Linked DNA regions of Hordeum vulgare: region 2 is linked to region 1. The links are chromatin contacts, called in public Hi-C maps. All regions are on one chromosome and are shown on one strand. Each heading gives the region's core, a stretch centred on a gene start, on an enhancer-like site or on the middle of the called end of the contact. The rest is flanking DNA. Distances are from core to core; before and after follow the strand shown. Region 1 holds the start of LOC123410479 (tricin synthase 1-like). Region 2 has its middle 150 kb from the start of LOC123410479.

Evidence for each region. A called contact is a pair of places that touch in the nucleus more often than the background predicts.
Region 2: a contact with region 1 is called in a Hi-C map of leaf, with 2.1 times the contacts expected there. The contact joins the enhancer-like site here to the promoter of LOC123410479 in region 1. A contact is called at or near these places in 2 of 6 Hi-C or Micro-C datasets (leaf and seedling) and 1 of 1 datasets of contacts at active chromatin or transcription factors (embryo).

Annotation. Positions count from the first base shown.
Region 1 is chr7H:161,731,484-161,738,615 of MorexV3_pseudomolecules_assembly, forward strand. It overlaps LOC123410479 (tricin synthase 1-like), which reads right to left and starts at 3,652. Exons shown (of 2, transcript XM_045103426.1): 1 at 3,348-3,652; 2 at 2,408-3,226. The coding sequence starts at 3,520. The coding sequence ends at 2,656.
Region 2 is chr7H:161,881,126-161,888,257 of MorexV3_pseudomolecules_assembly, forward strand. No RefSeq gene overlaps it. Among protein-coding and RNA genes, the nearest start is that of LOC123410479, 150 kb to the left of the region's middle. Within about 2 kb of position 3,781, at least 1 of the 3 cell types and tissues checked has open chromatin away from gene starts, as enhancers often do. A contact at or near this core is called in leaf, where this site is marked.

The sequences.
Region 1 (7,132 bases), core at 2,402-4,901:
AATAGAGCTCCGGTTGAGGTCGCTTCGGATTAACTTTCAAGGGTTTCCGAATATATAAGAATTTTCAGCGCTGGATTCACGCAAAGAGGTGTCACAGGGCGCCTACAAGACATTAGGGCGCACCGACCCCCCTAGGGTGTGCCATGTTATCTTGTGGGGACCCTGTGGATCTTCTTCTACTTTCTCAAAGCTTCCCGGGTCTCTTTCCTTCGAGAAAAAAATCATCAAAAAGTTTCGTCACGTTTGGACTTCATTTGGTATGGATTTTCTGGAAAACCAAAAACATGCAGAAAAGAACAACTCGCACTGGGCACTAGGTTAATATGTTAGTCCATCAAAATCAAATAAAACTGTACCGAAACCCTAAAAAATTATTGCAAACATGGCATGAGTACTTGATAAATTTTAGATACGTTGGAGACGTATCAACCACAACCATAGATCCAATACGCGACACACAACAAAAGAGGAATGAGTGTCGGGAGTAGGTTTGGAAGGAATATCATGAACATGTGCAATATGTGGAGCAGCATCCTATCATCACCAATCGTAGTGTGGCATGTTCCAACATCAATGGGGATCCTTCAAGGGGAAGTGAACAAGGACGTAGGCTACTATTCACAAGTGCTTGGGTGCCCTCAAAGTGGGATGGAAGTGGTAACTCGCGTAAGCTAAGTTACTTCATCCTGTCGTCATTTGCATATGCTTGTTTTGTTGCATTCTCCTGCCCATACATATTTTGTTTGCTAGACGGTGGTGGCAGACACTATGTATCAAGAAACGGAGAAGAAGCAATTTCAATTTAGCCATTGTTGGTGATATTGAATGGCAAAGCAAATTGGAAAAAACTTAGGGTTGATCTCAAGGCTGGTAAGAAGAGTAATGATGGCTCAAGCTCCCACCAATCAATTGGGTTGGACAAAGAACAGCAAGATGTTGTAGTGGAGAATGGAAGCACCACCATGCCAAATGATAACCGACATGTGATGTGAAACAAGTGGGAGAAGGCAAGGGCCTCCTGTGCCGCCGCATCTACAAAAATGTCCTTCACATGGGCGGATATTTTTCGGTTACGAAGAACAAGAAATATGATAGGTACATGCTCATGTTGGATGCGCAAAACAGAGGATGAATTGGGACTAGAAGAGGGTGGAGAAGAAGCTAGAAATTGAGAGGGACAAGATCGAGTTGAAGAAGAAAGAGATGGCGATCAAATGGGAGCTCGAGAAGCCAAAACATTTATAAAGGTTGAGCTTGAGAATGAGAGGTTGAAAATCATACGGGACACGGAGGATGCGAAGATAATGCTGGTGAACGAAAGCCTCCTGTATGAGCATCCAAAGAAGTGACTTGTGAGGATGAAGGAGATCAATGAGCATAGGGAGTACTAGGCGGCGCGGGCGTCTATTGTAGCATCAATGAATGCAGCCACGATGCACGCGGATCAGGACGCAAGGATGGCCTTGGAGCATGCGACATGGATGGCGTCCGATGAGTGGTTCCGCCAGTCAACGAGTGATCTTCACACTCACACTTTAATCTTATTTTGGCATGTACAAATTTTGGAACTATGATTTGTTTTGCTTCATCGTTTTCTTTTGAACCGTTGAATTGAAATGATTTGTATCATATGATCGATGTGTATGGATTGTATAGATTCGACAATTCGCATTTAAAGTTTGTGAATGTGCGGTGTGAATGTGCGGCAACCCAAATAAGAGTAGTCTCACATTGTTAGCAGACGCGTCCGAACACGTCTCCAAACATATAGAGGGTAGGATTTGCAAAGTCGATTGTAGATGCTCTAACATAGAGTTTAAGAGCATCTACAACTGATCTTAACAAATTTGATCCTTTAAATAGAGTTTAAGAGCGTCTATAACTGATCTTAACAAATCTGATTCTTTAAACGTCTACGGACGTGTTCGGTTAGTGATCAAGCGTGTTCATTTTAATCTTTTATTTAGGCGTACATATATCTGCATTTCTCATTTTCTCATTTATAGAGTTGGTGGAGGCGAAAAAAGAAAAAATAATGAATAAAGAAAAAGAAAAAAAAGATCTGAGGTGGGTCGTTGGACTCGCCGGACTAATTAAACACGTCGGCGAGTCTTATATCTTATCTATATTTGTTTTTATATGGAAGTTCATGTACAAAAGTGATATTTCGATCTCTTTTTTTCCTTTGGTCACTGACCGGACGCCTGGGATGGCGGTTGTACAGCTCGCACAACATCGACCAGACAAGTCGCGGTGTCCCCGTCGCTGCATGTTGTTTAAATCAACACTTCATGTCGCTATACGTTACAGTACATCCGGCGTGTCTGACCTTCTCGCATTTAACAATGCAAGTGAGATAAACTTAACAATGAGGCGGGTGACAACGACATCCATATACGCGACCTCGTCATTGCAACACCATATTTAGTTTAAGAGTACAGTACATAAGTAGAACCACTCCTCCCTCTCCTCTCATCAAATTTCGAAAGCAAAAAAGTATTATTGAAAACTCGAAACCATCAGATGCTTCACGCTAGCCAGCGCTGGCAGGGAAAAATAATACAATTGATTAAGGGAAGCGGCTGGTAAGGAACGAAATCGACTCCACGCACGGCGGATCCCGATGCTTCACGCCGGACCTGACCGGACGCCCGTCTAGACGACGCGGCGGCAGATGGTGACGCCGTCGGCGATGGCGAGCTGGCAGACCTCGATGCGCGGGTCGGCGGCGAGCTTGGCGTTGAGGTCCCTGAGGGCGGCGGAGAAGCGGGTGTCGAGGTCGGACAAGGGCGTGCCCGCCGGCAGCGCCACCGTGCCGCCCCAGAGCGTGTTGTCGTAGATGATGGTGCCGCCGACGCGCACCAGCCGCAGCAGCTGCTCGTGGTAGCGCACGTAGTTGGGCTTGTCGGCGTCCACGAACGCGAAGTCGTAGCTGGCCGCGCCATCGTCCTCGGCGAGGAGCTCCTCCAGGCGCTCCAGGCCGGTGCCCTCGCGGAAGTCCACCTTGTGCGCCATGCCGGCCTTCTCGATGAAGGGGCGGCCCACCTCGTAGCACTCACGGTCGGTGTCGATGGCCACGATCTTGCCGTCCTCGGGGAGCGCCAGCGCGGTGGCCAGCAGCGAGTAGCCCGTGAACACGCCCACCTCGATCGTCTTCTTGGCCCCTGCCATCTTGATCAGCATCCCCAGCAGCTGCGCCTCGTCCGAGGACGACTGCATGTAACCCCTGAATCCAAAGAATCAGAGCCAGATCTATCAGCAACCACAAGTAACTAGCTAGTAACATCGATCAATCGAGATGGACGTGGGAGCGTGCATGCAGAGGAAGAAGATGATACTGTACGTACCAGGGGTGCTTGTCGGTGATGAGGCGCAGGTCGCGCATGCACTCGTGCTCGCGGGGGAACACGGTGGTGTCGAGGATGTAGGTGTAGAGGGCGTCGCTCTTGAGCAGCGTCTTGTTGGTGCTGTCGATGCCGCTGTGGACGTTGGCCACGGTGTTGTCTCCGCTGGGCGCCATGGCTCTGGTCGCTAGCTCTGCCTGGGTTGGTGGTGCCTGGGTAGCAGGGTAGGGGAATGAGTTGGATCGAGTGTCTGTCCACCCACAGCCTCGACGTGCCTGTATTTATCCACCGGCCGCTGGCGGGGTTGGTGTCCATGGATCCACCTACCAGAATACGCCCACTCGCCTTGTAAAAAGAGGAAACCATCGACCACTACCAGCTTTAGCACAGTATTTTTTCTCTTGCTTTAATTATTCTTTGTCTGGCGTGCCGGCCCCTCCAATCGTGCTAGCCCATGCCACATGCACGTATGGCGATGATCCATCACGATCAGATTCCTACCGCCACCTACCTGCTCCGCTGTGTATCGATCGTGGATGCAATTTTGATTAGGAAAATTGGGAGAGCGTCCATCAACGACTGAGGGACTGAGGGGGTGTTTCTTTCCAGAGATTTTTTTGATGTAGGGACTAAAAAAGTTCCTTTTAGTCTTATGTGAAAGAAACAGGAGGGACTTCTAGGAACTAAAATGGGTATTTGGAACTAAAGTAAGAAGTCCCTATGGGAGAGACTTTTTGGGACTTTTTTGACTCTTTTTCCAACAATGCCTCTACTTTTAGCATGTCATTTAATAACTTCTATTATATTACTAGGGATAACATGGTTTTTTTCATGTTATTTAATGACCTCTAGTCCATATTTAGTTCTTGGAAAGAAACAGATAGGAACTAGAGACTTTTTAGTTGAGACAAAAAAAAGTCCTTCGGCTTTTTAAAGAAACAGGACCTGAGCACGAAGCTTCAGTCGCTAATCATGCTTTCGAGTTTTCCACCCACCCCCACCCCACCCCCAACCCCAACCCCCACCACATGCCGCCCCACCGCGCTTTGGCTGTCAGCGCGGTGATCACCCCCTGGCTGGCGGTTGGTGAAAAATCTCCGATTTAAGGAGGCGCTTTGGCGTGCTGCTTTTCTTTTTCCGATGAAGTTTGGCGTGCTGCTTGCGGACAGAATTGATTATTGGGCAGATGCATCACGGGGCCAGCGAGTAAATCGAGCAGGACCCCTCTGCCTCCACCGGAGCGCTATACGTGTCTTGGTCGAAATACTGTAGCCTTCGAGCAGAGTGCAAGGCTAATAAGTAAAGTAGAGCCATCCCATCGAGTCGACGAGATTAAGTTGGCGCGAGGAAACCACCGATCGGCGTTCGGCGAACTGCAATGATGTGCCTCGCGCCGGTAGAGAACAAGATCACCGGCTTCTGCACGCAACGTTTGTCGGCGAGGACGGGTCCGTCGCGTGCGGAAGCAAGCCAGAGGACGGGACGAACGGACGATCGTGCCCACGTCGGTTGCAACCGCTCCGGACTAACTGCTATGCTATGATGGGAGCTCCAAGAGCAACTCCAATTGGCTGATTCATTTTATCCTTGCGTGTCTGTTTGCATCGTGACGGACAGAAAAGTATCCAAACTGGCACGTGTTTGCTTTTCCTCCGTCTACCGATTCATTTCCGGCTCATTATTTAGCTTGATTTGCATCGACGCGAACACGAGACGACACGCGCGACCAACTTCTTCGACGACGCCTGCAATCTGTTCGACAGTTTGCCGAGGTATAAAATGGATCCTGTCGACGGGTTCTTTTTCCACAATTTCTTTGTGACTTCGACGATTCCTCGTCCGGTGATGAGGAGGAGATCTTGGCCGTCGTGTTGGTCCATCACCACCTTAATAGCCTGGACACTTTTCGACATTGAATCGTAACCGAGAGAGTGGTCATTTCTTTCTTTGAAAGGACTACTTTGACACAACCAACCCGCTGTTCAAACATCAGAAATTGCGGCGGCGTTTTCCGTGTGGCTAGGCATATTTTCAACCGTATTAGAGAGGGGGTGGTCGGATGCAATAACTATTTCGAGTGTAAAGAGGACGCCCTTGGAAATATTGGCTTCCCATCTTATCAGAAATGCATTGCAGCCATCCGGATGCTTGCATACGGAGTGCCCGGTAATCTCATTGACGAGTACGTCCGTATGAGCGAGTCTACATGGCTAGAGTTCATGTACAGATTTTGCAAGGGTGTGATTTGTGTGTTTGACTCTGAGTAATTGAGAGAGCCGACTCCTTGAGATACATCCCGCTTGTTGGCGATGAATGCCACCGGGGGCTTCCCACGGATGCTTGACAGCATAGACTGCATGCACTCGGAGTGGAAAAATTGGCCTACCACTTGGCAAGGGCGGTATAAGGGTCATGTCACGGCTTGCACTGTCATATTTGAGACCGTGGCCTCACAAGATCTCTGGATCTGTCACTCTCTCTTCGACATGGCCGGATCACATAATGATATCAACGTGCTTCAATGCTCGCGGGTGTTTGCAAGGCTTGCAGAAGGCAACAGCCATCGGTGAATGTTATCGTCAACGAGCACAACTACGAACAAGGATACTACCTAGATGACGGTATCTATCTTTAGTGGACCACTACTATGAAAACAATCCCCGATCCTATCAGAGAGAAGAGGGAAAGATTTGACCAAGAGCAAGAGTATGCTAGGAAGGACGTCAAGCATGCCTTTGGTGTTTTGCAATCCCGATGGGGCATCGTTCGGAACCCTGCTAGGACTTGAAGCATCAAGAAGCTGTGGGAGGTGATGACAACTTGTGTTATTATGCATAATATGATTGTAGAAAATGAGCGTCCCAAATGTATCTACAATCGAGAATTTTAATTTTAAAGTGAGAATGTTGTGTCTGAGCATGGAGGAGCGGTAACTTTTGAACAGTTTGCCCAATTTTATTACGAAATAGGTAGTTGAAAAACTCACATGCAGATGCAAAATGATTTGGTTGAACATATGTGGGCTCATGTTGTCAACCAATATATGTATCTTTTTCATATGTATTTGAGATAATTTAAATTATTATTTGGTTGGTAAATTTGTACTTATTTATTTGAAAACTATGATTTTTTTTGTTGTGAAACTATGTTATTTTTCTATATGTCTCCATGTCAAGTAATGCAAAATGTGTGCATATTTGTTGAAAAAGGGCAACCAGTCGGCAACGCCGACAAATATGGGTCGCATGCGTTGGGCCCACTGCCAGCCCAAATGTTAAACAGGACAGATGCCGAGCGGATGGCCGATCCAAACAAACAAAAAACGGACAAAAGCGTCATTCGCGTTGGAGTTGCTCTAAGAGCATCTAGAGCAAGACATAGCAGATATGACCCTTTAAATGTTCGGTCAATAATCGAGCGTGTCCTCAATTTATTTGTCTACGCATCCATACTCTTTATTTTCCTCCTCATATGCCCGGTCACTTGCACGTGATTGATGGAGATGAAGAAAGAGAAAGAAAAAGTGAATAAAGAAAAAGAAAAAGTGATCCGGGATGGGGTCGTGTCCTACGTGACGGGCTGACCGGATGCGTCCATGAGCCCTCATATCCTCCTTATATTTGAGATGGATATGGGTTCGCGGACAACCCGCGCTTATAGGAATGATACGAGGGGTCCGGTTGGATCATGTTTTTTCCTTCTCTTTCCTACTCGATTACTGACTCGGCGCGTTCGTGAACGTATGAGGGTCGTTTGAGGCGTTCGAATGTAGATGCTCTAAGGACAAC
Region 2 (7,132 bases), core at 2,531-5,030, 150 kb after region 1:
TTGGGACGAACCAATACTCGCAGGGGAGAAGGCCGCTGTGCAGCATCACCTGTACCACGTTGGTGAGGTCGATTTTCTCCATCAGATTGGAGATCCTCTTCGTGAGATCCTTCACATGTGTGGCCTCCCCCCCCCCCCAATCTAGGGCCTTTTCCGTCGAGGATGTGAGGCACGTAGGGGGCAGATCTGAATGCAGGAGGAGCTACCTCGCCTGCGTTGCGTGGCTTGGTGATATAGAACCACTCCTTTTGCCATGACTTGATAGTGTCGATGAATGTGCCCTTTGGCCATGTAGCCTTTTTGAGCTTGTCGATCATTTCCCCTTCGTAGTCAGCCTGCTCACCATTAATGACCTTGGGCTTGACATTGAGGACCTTCAGCCACAGGCTGAAGTGGGGTTGGACCTGCAAGAAGGCCTCGCAGACCATAATGAAATCGGAAAGATGGGTGATGGAATTCAGGGGGAGATCGTGGAAATCAATACCATAGTAAAACATGATCCCCAAACGAATGGGTGACGGGGAAATCTTAAGCCTCTAATGAAGTAAGGTATAAAAACTACTCTTTCCCAATCCTTAGGGGTGGGGACAACCTGGTCCTCCTCTGGCGCACGGTGGGCTATGTTTTCCGGAAGGTAGCCGTAGCGCTTTAGCTCCAAAATGTCCTTTTCGAAGACGGAGGAAACCTCCCACTTGCCGTTGGAACCAGCGCTGGCCATTGCCGACTGGTGAGGGGATTTGAGAACTCGAGAGGGGAAGGAGAGCTGGGGCGCTGAAGCTTGGAGAGAGGGGAATGACGATGGTGAGAGAGATCTGAGGTGCGAAAGGAGGTCGAGGTGACAATTTTTACCTTTTATAACTCACTGGAATGCCGAAGGCCTCGCAGATGTGTCGTAAACTCCGGCACTTCCAGATAAAATTTCAATTATGGTGCATGGGATAAACCCAAGCCATAAACCATATCCGTGAAAAAGGGGGCACGGTCTCCATGATGGGACGTGCCAATAAAACGGTCTCGAGCTGCTTGTTCAAAAAAAAAGTGCCCCGACCAAATTATGGCCTTTTGAATTATGAAAGATGCCGCCCATTGTTAAACGTTAGGCCCAGGGATAAACATCTATATATTTGTCTATGTGTTTAAAGGGGAAGGAATCATCAGGAGCCGAACTATCTTCGGTTTAAGGAGAAAGGAGGAACTCGCCTCGCAAGCCTGAGCCCCATGACGTCATCTATGGAGGAGGATTTCGGTATTTGAGGCTAGTTCGGAGGCTACTGACGGAGTCCGGGATTAGGGGGTCCTTGGGCTGCTTACCTGTCCATATGGGGCGGACTCTCTAGCCTGTTCGACCATTGACAAAAGTGTTGGATTCTAGATGAACTCTTCCGAAAACTTGGCGTGCAATCCAAGAAGATATAGGCATCGACATATTCCTTCTTTGTTGTAACCGACTTTGTATAAACCCTGGCACCCCTAGTGTCTATATAAGCCAGGGGGTCATAGCCAGCATGCCACATCAAGCTCCTTACGATTAGGGTTTAGACCATAACATCGATCTTGCAGTAGATCAACCATGTACTATGCACTATCTCATCAATAACAGGAAGAGGAGGACGTAGGGTTTTACCTCCATCAAGAGGGCCCGAACCTAAGTAAAATATCGTCCCCGTTGTCTCTATTTATCCATCGACCCTAGATCCACAGTTTGGACCCCCTACTCGAGATCGGACGGTTTTGACACGGACAGCGGGCAAACTTGACAGTAGTCTTCATGCATGTGCTCTCCCCATCCTGACCATCTCGCCAACAACATCTGCTGTAGTGCCAAGTGAAGCATCCGTAGAGCAGTTGTGCACTTCTGCTTAGCACAAAAATTAAGTTGACCGTAACAATCCCTTGTGAGCTTTAAGTAGTCATCGTGTTCTCTCTCCACAATGCGCAAAAACAACGATTTTCGCATGCAAAAACGGCGATGAAACCATGAACCACCCAGAATAGTTCGGTCCGAATCAAAGTAGTCCTTATGCAATTGCTTTGTGTCGGATACCCTATCGATCACTCTTCTCCCTTTGATTAAGCCGTTGAAATTGAGAATATGCTCCACTTGCCGGTCCATTTTTTTTTGCATGCTCGTGAGCATGATCAGATCCATTTCTTCGTCCGAATCCGAGGAATTGAAGAACTCATCTTGAATCATTTGATCAAGCTCTGCCGGTCCATACTCCACGTCCAACGAAGCATCATAATTCATTGTTTTCCCAATAAAGATCACAAAAAATCTAGGTCAAATAATGTGTCGAACACGTAGAATGCGAGGGTAGCTTGGGAGTTGCCACACGTGCCGTGGTGGCGTCCGGACCGACGATTGCGTCGCCGATGACAAAGATGGGAAACAGGAGTGCCGTGTCGGTGTTGGTGGCATAGATGCTCGGAATGGCTGTGAAGCGCGCACGACGACGCAACTACGAGACGGACGACATAGAGGAGAAAGAAGAAAGGAGAGAGCAAATGGATCCGATAGGTCGATGGGGGTAGATTTGGTGCAATTTACGGTAGGGTCGGGTTGTCGGGTCCGACGTGACGGACGCACCCGGGCGATCCATATCCGCCTCATATTTGGACTAGATATGATGGGTGTCAATCAGCCTGGACGTTTGAGGGCCATTTAGGATGCTTGTCTCGGTCGTTTTTTTAACCACCGGATGATCTGTCTGATCGTTTGTGATGGGCTTGAGAGGTCCATGATCTAAGAAGGCTGTTGGGTATAGATTACTCTTCTAATAGGTAAAGTTTAGGAAAACAATTCCATTCGCCCGGCTGATACCGCGCAAGCGTGCGTCTCCTTCGCTACAAACTACGTGTCGTGATGAGACCCACTACCGTCTACCTCTCCGCCTTCACGTGTCCTGACGCATGAACTGTAGCACCCGTCGGCCCACCTCCGCGAGGCACGTGCGATGTCGTTGTAGCCTCCTCCGCCATCTCCGTGGTTCCACATCGCAACCGTTGGTGTCGCCGTTGTACAGTTTCTGCAACACTATTATTGTTGCACAAATTTCGTGCAACAAGACCTGTGTTAAAAAAATACACACGTTTCTGCAACATGATTTCTACTGTAAAAAAATCATCAAATACTTCTTCAACATGATCTTTGTTGCTGAAAATATTCTATAACAAACTTTGTTGTAAAAAGGAATTCTACAAATATTTCCGCAACACGATCTTTGTTGCAGAACATATTATATAACAACTCTACTCTAAAAATATTTTACATGTGTTTCCATAACACGACCTTTGTTGCAAAAAATATTTTACACATGTTTACCCTACAGATCTTTACTGAACACAAGTTTGTCGGGTTTGGAGCAAAACAGTTGTTTGTGCAACAAAGTCGTAGTTATGAAAATCAATGAATAGGGAGAAAACAAACAGAACATGACACGAGATCAATCGAACGGTTGTCCATGCATAGATCCAATGATTATCGAGATGGCGAACGTATAACACACATCGGACGGTGGACGTGTATGAGTCCCCTAAAGTTTAGCTGCTCCTGGTAGACTTTCTATAATTGGCGGTACAAGGCGTCTGAATAGCGACACAAACCAGCCCCACTTGCAAAAATAGCACCCCGAATGGATATTCGAATCAGCTGGTCACCTGCTATTCAACATCCGGCGGCCGCGGCAACAAACCAAACTAATCCATGAATCGGAGAGCAGACTAGGAATGGGGTGGATAATTTTGTCTGTTTTTTTTTTGTCTGGTGAATACCAAGCCGCTGTTTGACGCAGACGGCCGTGAAGTGGGAGATGCTTGAGGGCTTGCGGCGTGCACGAAGCAAAGGTGTGCTGCCCACGACCACGACTAAATAACCCGTTGTAGAAAGGCGTGTCTGCATGGTTGTATTGTTTAATTTGGAGAACACCTCGTATGCACAAATTTTACATGAAAATCACATACTTCCTCCCTCCGGAAAAACTTGTCCAAGAAATAGATGTATCTAGACTTATTTTAATTATAAATACATCTATTTTATATATTTTTAGGCCAAGTATTTTCGGACGAAGTAAGTAGTATTTATATCTAACGACGGCTAGCGAACTCGCCACCCTGTATCTGGAGAGGAGAGCTAGAGAAGGTGACCCATCAACTCGCATTATCGGGAATAATATTTAGAAAATGACAAAAATTTGATATCATATTGTTAACATTTTCGACGGACTAAAAGTAGTGCTTTCACCGAATTACAGAGACACACCAAGGGATTTGAGTACACTGATCACGCGGGAAGGGGTCACAAATGAATTGTTGTTATCTTCTTGCAGCTGACTCATCTCCAAGGACTTGTGAATTGTGATGGCGACAAGTGATGGAACGATGACTGGAAGATAAGTTATTTGCTTTGTTTGACCTCGACACGAAGATAACTTTTTTTTTCTATATTTGACCAGGGCACCAAGATAAGTTTTTTTTTCTATTTTTTTCTTTGTTTGACCTGGACACGAAGATAAGTTTGATCTCTACAACGCGGTCGCCACTCCCCAAGTGTACGCGTCTCTTTCTTTGAAATGTCTCATGGAGCTGGATGCTTTGACAAGCAAATATTCTTGCCAGGGATCGGCCGGGAACGAGAAGCAAATTTAGACGCCGCTCGCAGCCTCGTCGCTCGGGCCGGGTAAAAATCTAACCACGGAGAGCAGAGCGGAGTGCGGCTGCGAATTGTGTGGTGCAGCAGGACGGGAGAACAGAACTCTCCTTTTCTTTCTCCAGAGTTTCAGAAGAATATTGCGAGTTTTGTTCAGATACACGAGTCTTTGGACAATCCCTGTCGGGAGAAGCATCATCTCGGGATAGTACTGTAGAATTCATCTGTGCAGAGAAGCATCTTCCAAGATGTCGCGTTCAGTCATTCAAACTAGAGGTCAGGGCAGCCGTGACAATTGTGACTGGATTGGCTATCTGCTACTCGACTATTCTCCGCGAGGGGAAAATATCGTACGAAAACTAATATTCAACAAATTTTCTTGAAAATTATATTTTGAAGTTAAAAAAATTGAAAAGTAAAATGTGAAAAAGATGATGTTTTATTACCACATAAAATTCCTAATTAAAACACGTTACAAGGTGTGAGCTATTAAAAAGACAAATTCAGTCATGAATAGAGGAGTTATTGTTCGATACTATTGAACCATGTTTTTTGTTTTTTGTCTTTTTCATAGCTCATATCTCGTATTGTGTTTTAATTTAAAATTTCACGTGACAATAAACATCATTCTCTTAACATCTTGTATTTTTTAAAAAATTTAAAAGTTTAAAAGATCTTTTTCTCATGGTTTTTATTGATTTTCATCGAATGTTGATTTCTTTTAAAAAGGGGTTAAAGTCTCCAACTCTGCACTAATTGATGCATACAATCATCTTTATTAATTATTCAACAAAGGTCTCACAAGAGCATACATCAAACCATCCAAAACCATCACTCACACCTACAAACCCGATAATGTGGAGTGCTCTCACTTCCCATATCTAAACAGGTGTCGTCGCCGATCCATCCATATAACGTGTCGGAACATACAACCGATGCAACAAATCTAAAGCGTACATCACGTGCACAAGTTTTAGAAGCCGTCATCGTTATCGAACCGCTGACCCATCTGTAGGAAAGAGAACCGCTGATGTCGTGGGTATAAGCCTGACAGTAGATGTGTAGGGTACGAATGAGATGGACAGAGTCCTAGCTACGGCGAGGTTGTATGAGTTCGGTCCCCTCTGCGGTGGAGGTAACAGCCCTACGTCTGAGTGCTCTCGGAGCTTGTTACCGAGTGTGATATGGAGTACAAAGATTTGCTAACCCTTTTACCAGTGGGGGAGGGCGGCTTATATAGAGTGCGCTGCCCTCCACAACGGTTCTGATTCAAGGGTGGAGTAGTGGCGATTGAATGCATACGTTACAGGTAACGTATACTCTAAATGCTAGTAAATGCACCCGGAAAAGGTACATCAGTTTCCCTCCACAGAGGTTACGGCGCACCGAGTGTATCCAGTCGGTAGGCCCGGTGTTCTCCGAATGTTAGTCTCCGACTGGATGATTCTGGGCCTGCTACCGACTGGATGATGGGGGCACCTTAATTCAGTCGGGGCATACTTAAGGTCCTGTCCCTTGTGTGAGGTAGCCCTTGGGTAGGACGTGTAGGGCAGGCCTATGACCCTACCCTAGGACTATGACCCCATCATTAGTCCCCGAATGGATTGGGGTTGAAACGTCGAAGCAATGCTTGAGGTTCAGATCTGACCGAACTAGGTTCGGCTTGGGCGTTGCTTGCCCTTATCCATTTTATCTCTCTCTCGACCAACGCTCCGAGTGGAAGTGCTTGCGAAACAGACTGTCGGGAACCGAGTGCTTCCACGACATCTTTTGACGCGACCGGTCAACTGACAGCGGCGGATTTTCCGGGATCTCAAATTTCGGGTTCCGCGCGCTTAGCGGGGACGACGTCAGCTCGCTCGAGTAGCACCTGACTCCTCGATCCTCGCTCCTTCAACTCCTCCACTGATATCGCCGCGGCTGGTTGGGCAGATAAGATTCCGGGCCCGCTCGCCAGCGACCCAGTCGGTGCTCTATTTAACTCTGGGCGACGAGACTTTTCGGTTACGCTCGCCGAATCCTTTGGTCTTGCTTGCTCCGTCTTCCTCGCCACCTCCTGCGCCTATACGCCCTTCTCTTCCCCTCCTTCTCGAGAGCTCACCGTCGCCGCCATGACCAAAGGTCAGACCAGCAAGATGAAGGCGAGGAAGAAGAAGAAGACCAAGGCGGCGGCTGCTCAGCGGCGGCAGCGGCCGTTGCAGGCGGGGTGGATCCAGGGAGACTTTCTCCCCTCCACGGTGACAAAGGGGGACCTGCTGGAGCTGGTAGAGCACGGCCAGCTCGTGCATAAGTCGTGGAGGCTACCGGCGGACGACGAGGTCGAGCCGGCTCCATGGGAGGGGGAGTGCGTCTTGCTCCTCAGCCATGTTCACAGAGGTTTCTCTCTGCCCCCGCATCCTTTCTTCAAAGGTATCATGAATCATTTTGGTGCTCAACTCCATCACTTCCCTCCGAATGCCATCGCCCACCTTTCTGCCTTCATTGTTT